5 separate regions of the Mus musculus genome follow, and all the other regions are linked to region 1. A link is a contact called in public Hi-C and HiChIP or PLAC-seq data. All regions are on one chromosome and are shown on one strand. Each heading gives the region's core, a stretch centred on a gene start, on an enhancer-like site or on the middle of the called end of the contact. The rest is flanking DNA. Distances are from core to core; before and after follow the strand shown.

What was found. Hi-C and Micro-C count contacts between places; a contact is called where the count stands out from the background. HiChIP or PLAC-seq counts read pairs in DNA pulled down with a chosen protein or histone mark.
Region 2: an H3K27ac HiChIP or PLAC-seq map of embryonic stem cells shows a contact between it and region 1, with 6 times the contacts expected there. The contact joins the enhancer-like site here to the promoter of Gsdme in region 1. A contact is called at or near these places in 7 of 39 promoter capture datasets (the 3T3-L1 cell line, cranial neural crest, embryonic stem cells and 3 more), 1 of 115 datasets of contacts at active chromatin or transcription factors (embryonic stem cells) and 2 of 9 other capture datasets (embryonic stem cells and liver).
Region 3: a contact with region 1 is called in a Hi-C map of the N1E-115 cell line, with 10 times the contacts expected there. The contact joins the enhancer-like site here to the promoter of Gsdme in region 1. A contact is called at or near these places in 17 of 39 promoter capture datasets (the 3T3-L1 cell line, the C10 cell line, the HPC-7 cell line and 11 more), 2 of 484 Hi-C or Micro-C datasets (the N1E-115 cell line and cortical neurons), 10 of 115 datasets of contacts at active chromatin or transcription factors (SST interneurons, T-cell acute lymphoblastic leukemia, bone marrow-derived macrophages and 5 more) and 2 of 9 other capture datasets (adipose tissue and liver).
Region 4: a contact with region 1 is called in a FOXA1 HiChIP or PLAC-seq map of pancreatic cancer cells. The contact joins the enhancer-like site here to the promoter of Gsdme in region 1. A contact is called at or near these places in 8 of 39 promoter capture datasets (the C10 cell line, embryonic stem cells, hippocampal neurons and 3 more), 1 of 484 Hi-C or Micro-C datasets (the N1E-115 cell line), 3 of 115 datasets of contacts at active chromatin or transcription factors (embryonic hindbrain, pancreatic cancer cells and stem cell-derived neural progenitor cells) and 1 of 9 other capture datasets (liver).
Region 5: a contact with region 1 is called in a Hi-C map of the N1E-115 cell line, with 4 times the contacts expected there. The contact joins the enhancer-like site here to the promoter of Gsdme in region 1. A contact is called at or near these places in 1 of 39 promoter capture datasets (hippocampal neurons), 1 of 484 Hi-C or Micro-C datasets (the N1E-115 cell line), 1 of 115 datasets of contacts at active chromatin or transcription factors (embryonic stem cells) and 1 of 9 other capture datasets (adipose tissue).

Annotation. Positions count from the first base shown.
Region 1 is chr6:50,260,515-50,263,020 of GRCm38.p6, reverse strand. It overlaps Gsdme (gasdermin E), which reads left to right and starts at 1,252. Exons shown (of 10, transcript NM_018769.4): 1 at 1,252-1,287.
Region 2 is chr6:49,411,973-49,414,478 of GRCm38.p6, reverse strand. The region is part of intron 6 of Stk31 (serine threonine kinase 31); the gene reads right to left. Among named protein-coding and RNA genes, the nearest start is that of Stk31, 18 kb to the right of the region's middle. Within about 2 kb of position 1,253, at least 8 of the 459 cell types and tissues checked have an H3K27ac peak or open chromatin away from gene starts, as enhancers often do. A contact at or near this core is called in embryonic stem cells, where this site is marked.
Region 3 is chr6:49,522,114-49,524,619 of GRCm38.p6, reverse strand. No RefSeq gene overlaps it. Among named protein-coding and RNA genes, the nearest start is that of Gm31226, 110 kb to the left of the region's middle. Within about 2 kb of position 1,254, at least 11 of the 459 cell types and tissues checked have an H3K27ac peak or open chromatin away from gene starts, as enhancers often do. A contact at or near this core is called in the N1E-115 cell line and SST interneurons, where this site is marked.
Region 4 is chr6:49,655,552-49,658,057 of GRCm38.p6, reverse strand. All of the region lies in intron 2 of Gm31226 (a long non-coding RNA gene), which reads right to left. Among named protein-coding and RNA genes, the nearest start is that of Gm31226, 23 kb to the right of the region's middle. Within about 2 kb of position 1,252, at least 54 of the 459 cell types and tissues checked have an H3K27ac peak or open chromatin away from gene starts, as enhancers often do. A contact at or near this core is called in the N1E-115 cell line and pancreatic cancer cells, where this site is marked.
Region 5 is chr6:49,716,161-49,718,666 of GRCm38.p6, reverse strand. No RefSeq gene overlaps it. Among named protein-coding and RNA genes, the nearest start is that of Gm31226, 84 kb to the right of the region's middle. Within about 2 kb of position 1,251, at least 12 of the 459 cell types and tissues checked have an H3K27ac peak or open chromatin away from gene starts, as enhancers often do. A contact at or near this core is called in the N1E-115 cell line, where this site is marked.

The DNA of each region.
Region 1 (2,506 bases), core at 3-2,502:
AAAGAAAGCTTGAACCGGGATAACTTATGAAGTCCACCCCACAATCTCCATCTGCCCCGTCTGAGGAACAAACGCGACAGTTCATTTCTCTAAAAGATTTTTTTTTTATTATATACATGTGTGTGTCAGGGGATAACTGAAGGGTACCCTGTATGAATCAGTTCTTCCACTGTGTGGGCTCTGGGACCCAATCAGATGGTCAGACTTGGCGCCAGGCACCTTTGCATGCTATGCTGGCCATCTCATTTAATCCAAGCATAATTTACTGAGTATCTACTATGCAGTAAGTTTCAAGTTTGGAGCCGGACACTGTCAATAAAGCAGACAAAAGTTACTGTCCTCTGAGACATGAAGATTTAGGGAAGACGTTTGTATTCTACATATAGTAGAGTGGTGGCTGTTGGAGCACAGGAGAATCATAGAGTATGGAAGGAGCTACAGAGGGTAGTAGTGTGGATAGTTAGGAGAGGTTTGACGTGAGGGGACCAAAAGAGACTCCACCCTTTTAGCAGCCTCCCAGGCTCCTCCCCACTGGGGCAGCCACAAAGTGCGGCTACTCTCTGAGTGTGTAAATCCGGGGCTTGGAGGTGGGGGTGCAGAAGGAGAATTCTCTTTTTCTATTTATTGCACGGGAAAGAACATCCTATAAAAATTGACTCAGAGGGTGCAACGTTCTGCTTCAATCCTCTCCCTCAGTTTACCAAGCGCCTGTAGGCTTGATTCTGCCTTCAGAGAGCTTACCTCTCTGATTAAGCTACTCAACACCAAGCTCCAAGCCCCAAACAAGTGCAAGGGTTGCCAAGGCCAAGGTGGGAGTTTCCTGGACACTGCAAAGCCACGCTGACAGCTCACACCCTCTTAGTGCCTGGACAGGCTCTGGAGAACCAGGGGCATAGAGAAGGGGAGGTGGGTGGGATGAGGGAACTGTAGCCAGTAGGCCACAGTCTCGTCCCCATCTTCCTCCTGTGGAGCAGATGGAGAGCCAGAGACTGACCCGGACGGTTGGCAGTTCCGGAAGGAAGACAGGCAGTGTCTGGTTAGAAGTAGTCTCTGGTGCTGCCTGGATCTCCTAGACCAGCTAGCGCCTTTAACTCTGCTGCCAGGTCCCCCAGCTCCCGGGTTCAGCCCCGCCCCCGGCGCCATCCCTTAGCTTGTGGACCGGCTGAGGCATCCAGGGGCAGGACGGAGCAAAGGTCCAGGCCCTCCCTCCTCTTCTCTGTGGGTGTCCGGGAACGCGCGCGTGCGCGTGAAAGAACGGAGCGTGCAGGACGGAGAGGCGGCGCGCGGGTAAGTGGCGGCGGGCGCGAGCTGCGGGTTCCGCTTGGGCTCCTCTTCCCTCCGCCCGCATTGTGTCCTGGCCTGGGGCAAATTGTCGGCTCCCCTTTGCCCCGGAAGATCCCCTTACATCTCCCAGAGGCGGGCGATTGGGGTAGTGATCTCCTTTTTTCTCCCCACCTTCCAGTAGGAGCAGCTGCTCCTTCTTACCCATAGTCTCATTCTCGCCCTGTCTCCATTCCATCCTTGCCCCTTCCACCATGATCACCACCACTCCTGTGGTCCTGGGATGTGGCAAGTGCAGCTGGTGTTCTCTGGCACCCCATCTCACCATGCCTTCACCATATCCCATGCATCCATCCTTTGTCTTCTAATCTCTCTCCTGTGTCGGTGTCAGAAGGATCCAGTGTGTGCATGAGTGCATGTGCAGGAAGATCACAGGCTGGCATGGGTCCTGCCTGACCTGGGGTAACTGACTGAACCTCTTCACTGTGAGGCCTTTTGCCTGGAGTGGCCGTTTGGGGAGGGGTTCTTCCCACTTGCACCCCTCAGGGAAAGACACCAGGCAGCTTCCAGGCTTTGCTGAAGCCTGAACAAAACAGCCAGCCACTCACTGGGAGTCTGAATGGGACTTGGAGAGAGGAGTCAGGGAGGATGCTCCAGGACAGCTGGGCCCAGGTGACAGTCAACCCGTAGGCAGAGTTGGGAGTGGAAGGAAAAGATCTGAGCTGTTGGAGGAACAGAATCTAGATATGCAATAACAATGAATTCTCTTCAACATGCATCACCTAGGAGTGCTTCTTGTAAGAAAGGCTGGACCCCTGATCAGAGAGAGCAGCAACCTAGACTGCCTGCCCACATCCCTGGACTCCAGGATGGCCTGCCTCCTGAGGAAGCTGTATATTGGCCACAGGGTGTTCTTGTTCTTTTTGAACTCTGGAGTCCTTGGAGAGGTCTCCTCTTTATACATAGGAATCTTCTCGTTTCTTTTTGAGATCCAGTCCTGGGAGCCTGGTCTGCCCTTGAACACTCTGATCCTGGGGCTTCTCCCATGGCCAAGTGGTAGGATTACAGGAAAGCTCTGCCAATCCCCATAACTGTGTTTACCTTTGAAAATTAATTAAAACATTTTTTTAAAGATATTATCTGTCTGTGAGGGCCAGCCTGGTCTTGGATTTGTAATTCTCCTGCCTCAACCTCTCTAGCCCTGAGTACCCAGATTACAAGCTGT
Region 2 (2,506 bases), core at 4-2,503, 850 kb after region 1:
ACACAATGAGCTTTAAAGTTCTGGAGAGTAGCTGATGAGCCAGAAAATATTCAAAGGCAATATCTTTTTAATATTTAGGGTCTTAGTTATCCTAGAAAGATTGTGGTACAGAAAATTTAAGAAAGAAAAGATGATTTGCTTACTTCAAATTATTTTCAAAAGCTTCCAGGAGATGTTAATTGGCTAAGACCTTACCTTAATGCCTTAAGGTGACTTAAGCCTTTGTTGGATGTTATCAACGGAGAGGCAAATTAACTGGTGAGAAACAAAAGGCTTTGCAGAAAGTAGAGGAAGCTTTTATAATTAATTGTTATCAATTTTAATCAATGGTAATCAAATATTAGCTGCTTATTTTAGTTATTGTTACTCAGTGTGCCCACAGCAATTCTTTGGCAAAAGAGAACATTAATGTAAAATCATCTTTCTTCATCTCCAAGTAAAGTTTTAACATCCTATTATGACATTGCTGTGGTGCTAATAAAGAATTGTAAGATAAAATCATGAAGGAATTTTAGAAAAACAACAACAACAACAACAAAAATGTGTCTTAAAAACCTGACGAGGCATCTGTTCTTTGTTCCAAACAGCAATTAAATTGGTTATTGCAGAATATTGATATTTGGCCTACTGCATAGACTTTCTAGGTAAAACTGATAATTATTATCCAAAAGATAAGTTGTTAAAGATTGCTTCTATGCATGCTTTTGTATTTTCTGTAAATTTATGCATGCATGCATCCCATAAAGACTACATCTACTGTATTTAAAAACAGCCCTTCTATGGGAGAAAAGTATATGTGATTGGATCACATGTTTATTCTTTTGAGTTTCCTCCTGCTTCAGCACAGATAATTAAATTGTGTGCTGTAGCCAGTGTTTTAAAATGTTGAAAAATCAAGCTTTAATTTATATACTAATAGTCTATATATACATATGTACATAACAACACCACAGAGCTGTGTTTGTGCAAATAAACACAAACAAGCTGCACATGCTCCCGAGGATGGATAAGAATAAGTTATTTGAAGACCACAATCCTAAGACATGCGTGGCCGCCAGCCACCATAATTCCCAGGCAGGACCATGGAGCATAAGTAAATTTTAAGTCCCAGTACAGCTAATTTTTATTATATAATTAGGGAGGAATTGTAGCCTCCCCCAGCCTTGAGCAGGCTGGCTCAGACCTGTTCCTCCTCTATGAACAAGACCACCTAGGGTGGAGTCTTCCAACCTAGATAGGTCTATTGTTCTGCCACCTCTGCCATTTTCTCCAAGATGCAGCTACCTGCTGAGATGCTGAACCTGTTCTCCTGACTCTATCCAGATGAAAGGAGATCCTGGTGTGATGGGGGATGGGATGGGTTCCCCCCACCCCACCCCCCACTTTATAAGCTCAGACTCTTAAGTAAATTTTGGGCTTTGATCAGTATCTTTGTCTTGGTCTCGTTATTTCTCTCACCATTTTCTCCCATGCAGCCCCAGCCTCCCTTTCAGGAACCCGGTTCAAGTAGCCTACAGTTATCTCTATCCAAAGTCTCCATAAATATCAAAAACTGGAAGTTCGTAGAGAAGAGGAAGGTACTATTAAGGGAACTAAGAATAGGGAGGCTATATTTGAACCCCAGTTCACTGGCCCAGATAGAACTCTGTTCACAGAGAAGTTAAGCAAAGGGACCTCAAGGCTAGTATCAAGCTTTAGTGTCTTTGCTGAGTCCTTTGGTGTAGCAAGATCTTTATAAAGTAAGAAAGGCTATGGCAGATGTCAGTAACTTAGACCAACATGTAAAGAGTATCTGAAAAATAAAAGAAGCTAAAGGAGAAATATTCTTTTAAGGTTAAGCAGAAAAAGAGGCCTGTCTAGGTTCTTCTAGGTGAAGTAGTATTTATGTTGAGCTAGGGTTGCTAAGGAAAAATCTGATAGAAAGGCATTGTGTGCTAAGGAGCATCTGCCTAAGGAGAAGACATCCTTGACAGAATACAGATGAAGCACACAAGCCTGTCCCAGGAGTGGGTGATCCCCCAGACCAAGGAGGGGACACAGCAAAAGATAAAGCTGGGGTGTAGACTGTTCGCCCAGCTAGAACTGCCCCGACAGCCAGGGATGGTGAATGGGAGGCTGGAGGCATGTGCCAACCCAGGGTCACTCTGACCTAGTGAGCCAGAGGTGCAGCGGGAAAGCAGGGCCACATTTACCTTTGGCCTTGAGTATGTCTGAGCCGACTAAGTCAAATCCACTGAGTTGATCAGGTGTGGAGAAATGAGGGAGGCTCCCAGAACAGGCTCCAGGTCATGTAAACATAATAGTTCAGAGAGAATCGCCAAGGATTACAGAGAACAAATTAAGTTAGCACCTCCTATCTATGCTTTGTACCTGACCTTGATCTTTGGAGGAAGCAAATTGATGGAACCTTTCCATGCTGTATTAGACCTTGCTCATTTCAACCTTAGTTATCATCTTAGTTGTGAACTTCTAGGCTCACCTGACACTTGCTGAGGATGGATGACAA
Region 3 (2,506 bases), core at 5-2,504, 740 kb after region 1:
AAAAGAAAAGAAAAGAAAAGAAAAGAAAAGAAAAGAAAAGAGAAGAGAAGAGAAGAGAAGAAAAGAAAAGAAAAGAGAAGAAATGAAAAGAAAAGAAAAGAAAAGAAAAGAGGAAAAGTAGAAAATCAAACAAAGTCCAAAAAGCAAAAAGGAGATACAGAAGGAATAAAGACTTTTTCATCAAACCCAGTTCTTTGACCATCGTAGGTAAATGATCACTGAACATATCTCAAGTCTCCAAAGTACACTTTAAAATCAATGATTGTATCAGGGCCTGAAGTTACTAACTGATAAAAGCTATCGATGGCCACCAGGTTCAGATTGCCATGTTATAAACCACATCTTTTCCCAATTTGCAAAAATTCAGTGAAATTTTGTTCAGATCACTACTTAATTTGTTCAGATCACTACTTAGTAACCAATTTGATAAACCCTCCAAGCATAACCTTAAACAAGCTAAAAAAAAAAAAAAAAAAAAAAAAAAACAACAGGGCGAAATGGGATTAATTAATGCAGATAAAGATTATTGTTTAAAGTTTTTAGAACATTTCATAGCAGCTCACAGGATATTACCTAGGTTTTCTCCTAAAACCAAGTGCCATTCCATATTTATCACCATAGCCAAAGCGTAGGCAGGGGTTAGAAAAGATGCAGTGGAAATAAGATTTTATGAATCACAATCAGATTGCAGCTGATGATGCAAGCGGTGACTCAGGCAAGTACCAGCATCGTGACCAAGACCGCGCCTGCACTTCTTATGTGCCGTTCATCATAGCGCTTGTGAGATGAAGTTACCAGCTGATGGCCAGAAATGGAGCCACTATCAGATAAAAATGAATCAGGATGCTCAAGTCAGAAAAGGCAAATAAATATCAAAGCATTAACCTGCACAGTACCTGGGGAGTTATGAGAGCTTGGTGGTAGCAACTGAGACATATCTCAGCATGGAGTTTTTTAACAAATAGTTTACATCCCCCAAAATACCTGTTGTAACCAAAAATATAATTCTGCAGCAATTTTCTCTAAAGTAACTAATCATGGCAACAAGCAAGAAGGAGGAAGAGAGACTGGAAAGGGAGACTGAGGATTCCTCAGGCAGGTATGCAAAAGCACCAGTCTATGACTTCAAGAAAATGCCTTCCTGGCCAGCCAGTATCTCTAAAGCCAGAAACACTCAACTGCAGAAGAGCTGGGCAAAAATCATGTGGCTCTTTTCACCCTCTACCGATGCTGTGAGCTTACTGTCCAGAATTCTTTTCTGTAGAGCAACAGAGGCCCCCAGTGTTTGTTCTTGTCTCCACCACTTGTACTCTCTAACACCAAACTACTTGGGAAAGAGATTTCTTCACCTTGTGCCCAAATCCCAAGAACTTTCATGAAGTGGAAATGTCTAGCTCTTTGGAAAGTTCAGTTTATGTCAAATAATGTTTTGCTGAGGCACACAGGTGAAAGGATGTCTTGCTAAAGCAGACACATGAAAGGCTGTTTTCCTGAAGCAGACAGGTAAAAGGATGTTTGGATATAGCAGACACATGAAAGGACTCTTGATGAAGGTGTACAAATATGACCCCACGGACAGTGGGGGATGAGCCCTGAGCTTTGGCTTGGTTTGCTGTGCCTTGCTATTCTTTGATAACGACCCACATGAATTGGTTTGCCTTACATTGTATTGTTGAGCTTAACCTGTGATAATGCTACCATTGAGAGAAACTCTCCCAAGAACTGCTCGTGAGGTTCCTGCAGCAGCTTGTTGCCTCTGCAGCCTCACCCTAGGCTGGTTGGAAAGCCTGGCAGTTTGTTCAGGTTGAACTTGAGCTGCCTGGTGCTTGCTTGCTGAAAGGATTGGACTGCAGCTGCTGGTTCATGCCTGGTGTCTGCCTACCTAGACAACTGGTCTGCAGCTGCTGAGTCATGACTCAACAGGACTGAACTGCTACCAAAGAAAATCCAGCTTGTCCCCAAAGAACTACTGCTGAATAGGTCCAATTACCCACTTTCCTAATAACTTTTTCTTCCACTACCTCTGCTGGGTGGTGGGCTAGAGGAGAGGTTGAACCCTTATTAAAAGAATGTTGCAGGGGACTAATATCCAATATATACAAAGAACTCAAGAAGATGGACTCCAGAAAAACAAATAACCCTATTAAAAATGGGGCACAGAGCTAAGCAAAGAATTCTCAACTGAGGAATACCAAATGGCTGAGAAGCACCTGAAAAAAAAATGTTCAACATCCTGATGTAATGGAAATGATTACATCAGAGAAATGGAAATCAAAACAACCCTGAGATTCCACCTCACACCAGTCAGAATGGCCAAGATCAAAAATTCAGGTACAGCAGTTGCTGGCAAGAATGTGGAGAAAGAGGAACACTCCTCCATTTCTGGTGGGACTGCAAGCTGGTACAACCACTCTGGAAATCAGTCTGGCGGTTCCTCAGAAAATTGGACATAGTACTACAGGAATATCCAGCAATACCTCTCCTGGGCATATACCCAGAAGATGTT
Region 4 (2,506 bases), core at 3-2,502, 600 kb after region 1:
AAGGTATTAGTTAGCATAAGTATGTGCTTCAGCGTCTCTCCCATTCACTCACCTGAGCAGGTGCAGAGTCCCTTAATCATAACTGTCAAGAAAGGAAAGCTTGCAATTTCTACCATTTAAAGGGGGAAATGACAAAATGGGGGAGGAGGGAGGAGAGGAAGGGAGAGAATTGCATGAAATGGATGTAAATGTATATTGGAAGGCAGGTGGGGAGAAGGTGGAGGGAGGGTGGTGGGAATGGTGAATGAGTTCATCGATTTCCCTGTGATGTGTGAATAGTGAAAACTCCTTTGAATAGAGAAAAATAGGAACATTTGATCTTACAATGGAATGGGAGACTAAAGGCCTTTCAAAATATTCAAAAATGCATCAGATAAATATTTAGAAGGAAATGCTTAGGTTACAGATTGTGTACACTCATCCGTACCTCCTCAGATTCTGAGGGACGGTGGTGTTAGGAGGACTGATCGCTTGTTCCTGAATTTTAGGCTGAGCATGTATATGTCTGCATTTTGGGGAAGCCCAGGGAGGCCTTACTTCTACTGGAAAAAGCAGAATAGAGGGGTTTAGAGACGAGGGCCGCAAGGAAGTTCCTGGAAAGGCACCAACAGGTAAGGAAGAAGGCATGAAGAAAAGGTGGACACAGTGGCAGTCATGGGACATCTGCTCTCCAGGGGCAAGCATCAAGGGGAAACAGCACCATGGCTACTTAAGGCTTTATTCATGCCATGCTGGGGACAATTTCTCTGCACCCTGAGCCCATCTCCTCCAAACTCTGGTAAAATACTTATCATTCAACACACTCGCAGAGCAAGAGAGTGAGAGTCTGAGGATGAGACAAAGCAAGAATAAATGAGGGGGAGGGAGACAGAGTGCAAGAAGCGGACACTGTGAGCAACCTGAAACCCAGGGCGAACTTGGGTGAGTCTGGGATGATGTGAATGGGAGAACAGGCATTTGCAAGGACAGAAGTATTGTGTAAGAACCCGAGAGGAAGAACTGTGAAGACCTTTGCAGTTTCACCGCTGGGGGTTGTGGGGATATGACATGCCAAAGTCCCTTGTCTCCTTGCCCATGGAGGGAAGCAGACTTCTGCAGATAAGTGGGGAGGAGGCCTCTGGTGAGAGATCTGCTCTGTTGGTGCAGACTGGAGAGAGTGCCTGCTAGACTCTTTCAACCCTGGAGGCAGCTGACTGGCTGGTTTGTCAGTTCAGTTTACCAAGGATCAACACCAAAATGACAAAGTCGCAATCAGCATATGAGTCACCAGAGGGCTCTGCAGCTGCCTCTGTGCACTGGGCTTCACTTCCTGTAGTGTGGCAGGGAGGCGTTGATGCATGAGTCATCAAACACCTGAACAATCAGAGCTGAACTAGTCGATGGATAGCACAAGGCACAGCATCAAAATGTACAAAACCAGCATATCTTCGTGTCACCTGTAATAGAAATGTATTACATCGTTTACCCCGGGTAGTACTTACATGGCTGACAGGACACGTAAGCTGTATTACAGCCCAGTTGCATGACTCAGCCTGCCAAAACCTTGTCTGATGCCTTCCATGACCACTAATATGTCCTTAATATTATTTTCTGTAACTTATAATACTAAATCAAATGGAGTGAGTTCTTTAAAGTTTCTATGACTAATGCCCGTATCAAATAATCTATGGAGAAACATAGTCACAAATAATTCAACTACAGTTCAGAAGGAGTCATGCATGCTACAGATAAGAGAACTCGGAGAGAGCAAATAGCAAGCATAACCAATGGGTACTGGCCTGAGACATTAGAAAATAAACCAAATCCCATAGAAAAATCCCATCTAGAGGACAGAGATCTGAACACAATGTATATTTTCCCAAAGAGAGAAAGACAGAGTCAGATACAGGCAGGCAAGCAGGCAGGCAGATACAAAGGCAGGCAGACAGACAGACAGACAGACATATGCATGTGAGTAGGAATAGGGACCCACTGTATAGAAGAGATAATTAATCTACTAAGTGTCTGTACCGTTGCCAAATCTCTGTTAATGTTACAAATGGAGGGGCTGGAGACTCAGCTCGGTGGTTAAGAGCACTGGCTGCTCTTGCAGAAGAGCTAGGTTTGATACCCAGCACCCACATGGAAGTCCATAGCTGTCTGTAGCCCAATTCCAAGGGCCCCATCACCTTCTTCTGGCCTCCTCAAGCACCAGACAGCACCTGCTGCAGAAATACACATGCAGGTATAACACTCATACACATTAAGTTAATTACAATCTAAAAGTTATTAAAGCATTGCAAGCAACACTTCCAACAAAATCAAAGAATACGATGAATCACTAGTTAATTATTTCTTATTATCAAAACAGTAAATGGCTGTACAAATAAGGTCTTTACAGAGATAAAGGAAATTTCTCAGGAAAGGAGAGCAATTTCCTTCTTGAGTATTCTAGAAGATCTTAACCCCATAGGTCCCCATACAAGGGAATCAAAACAACAAGGGATCATCAGCATCAGAGACCAGA
Region 5 (2,506 bases), core at 2-2,501, 540 kb after region 1:
TGCAGGGAGTCTGAGGCCCTCTTCTGACCTCCTCCAGCACTATACACACATGGTAAGCAAAACAATCATACACATAAAAAACACATCTTTTAAAAAGAGAAGGAAGGAAAGGACAAGCAGACATGCTCAACATGAGAAATCTGCAAGCAGCCACATGAAGAAGAGGCTGAGAATGGCCAGTGTCAGGATACATGGGCTTAGAATGCTGGCCAGCCTGAAGGGAGAGCAGGGGCCAGAGTTAGACAGACTCCAAGTATGAGCTGCTTAGTGAGGGTCTGTAAGCAACAGCATCAAGGCTAGATAAGTACATATCTCAGAGTGCCTGAGACAGTCTCTTTCTCTGTCACGACAGGCCCATTTGGATGAAACCTTAAAGTGGGCAGGGGGGAACAATAGTTACATCTTTATAGTCTTATTATTCTCTAGAAGTTTATTTTTAGAACATTACATTTTTAATTTTTAAAATGTATATGAACATTTTGCATGCATGTATGCGCATTCCCCATGTGTGTGGGTGTGTGTGCAGTGCCCATGAAGGTCAGAAAATGCCACTAGATCCCTGAGAACTGAAATTACAGAGGGTTTTGACCCACCACATAGTACTGGGAACAGAACCCAGGTCCTCTAGAAGGGCAGCCAGAGCTCTTAACCTCTGATCCAGTTCTCCAGCCCCATCTTTTGGCAGTCATGGCAAGCCCTCACTGAGGGCCAGACATGCTTCAGAGCCCACTCAACCAACCAAAATCCATACAACTGAGTGAACTTTAAAAATTAAAATCTATAAAACAGTTATGCTTTACTAAGACTTAGCCTTTTCTTCATGACCTTCAACAAAGCTCTGCAGCTGACATCTTCCCCCATGTCCTTTCATGTGGTGTTTCAAATCTTGAGGGGCAACTGTAACGCTTTTCTTCCTTAAAATTAACCTGTTTCCAGGGGTACAGGAGATTGGGGGGAGGGAGTGTCCAAAGCTGATGGGTATGGTCCATCCTCATTGGACTCCAAACTCTCACTGACTGAATATTTAACATCAAGGTCCAATCTGCACCTTGGTGATTCTAATGTCACCTTTACCAGGAATGAATCCATGAGACTACAATAGAGACATGACAGCATCTGTCTTTCTTGGGTATCTGGATAGGAATAGGAGGAGCCCCAGCAGCTAGCTGCCTTCATCTGAGGACTAATGATCCATCCTGTTCACCACCACTCCAGTACAGGATCTGACATCTACTTATGCTGCCTGCCTGCCTAGTGATATGTTTACTGTGGGTGTGGGTGGAGATGTCATGGAAATCAGCTCCCAGATCCTTGTCTCCAGGAGACCTGTGCAAAATCAGATGAAAAGCTACAGGGCAGTGTTTGGCCAGAGAAACTGAGAACAGAACCATGGATCTCAGGCTTGAGAAATGAGAGGAATCCTTTGGGTCATCTGCTACTTCCTGCAGGGAATCATCTCCAGCAGTGTGCTGGGTCTGTAAATGTCTGTGCATAGACCTGCTTAATAATAGTGGCATTCAGCTACCCCACACTGGGATCCTTAATGAGTAATTCCTTCTTGATGGGTCCTGGGAGACTTCACTCCTTTGTCGTTCTCATTTATCTGGCTGAGTTTCCTGGGAAGCTGGTTTAGTAGGGCAACAAAGATAGGTATTTGTTTGCCTGCACTGAAATCTCACCAGCTAAAGGCCTCTTGGCTGTTGTTTGGGGGAACAGAAAAACTTTAGATTATATGGCAGTGAGCCAACCTCTTGAGACATCTGAGAAAGTGCACCTCTGGTTTGCCTCCAGCCTTGTCTTGCCTTATTTGTAAGGCTTGTCAGAAATGCCTGAAAGGAAGAAAGGGTACTCTGCAATTGCCACGTGCCAGGATGTGAATCCTCCCACCTTGGCTGGATGATTTCAAGCTGCTAACATTTAACAACTGGCTGTCTTCCTTCCTTATCCATCCCCTCACTGCCTACAATTGTTAGCTCTCTGGGAGAACCTATTTGTATTTCCTGAAGTCACAGGATTTAAATACCAGAAGGGCTCCCTCTGGTGCTTTGTCTGACAACAACTTGGGAAGACAGATGCTCAGAGACTCCAAGATGAAAGAGCTCTAGGAAGGCTCGAAAATTGAGAAGAAAAAAAAAAAAAAAAAACCACCACCCATAGACCTGTAGAAGAGAGCCTTGGAGGCAGGTGTGGAGAGAGAAGCAAACATGCCATCCCACAGAGCCAGGCACTATGTTTCCAGAAGGTCTCCAGTTTAATTAGCCCTTTCCTTCTCCAGAAGAATCTAGGAGGTATGGATAACAACTTGTTTTGAAATAACTCAGGGTAGGGAGCACAAAACTGAAGACAGAGTACCTGCCAGTCCAGAAGAACTGGGATGGGGTTTGTTGAGTTCCTAAGCAACATGATACAAACATAGGATCCCCTTTGTTGAGAGGCAGGGGTACAGGAGCCATCTCTCCATGAATAGCTGAGCAGCCAGAGAAGTCTGGCCTGTGTATACAGACAG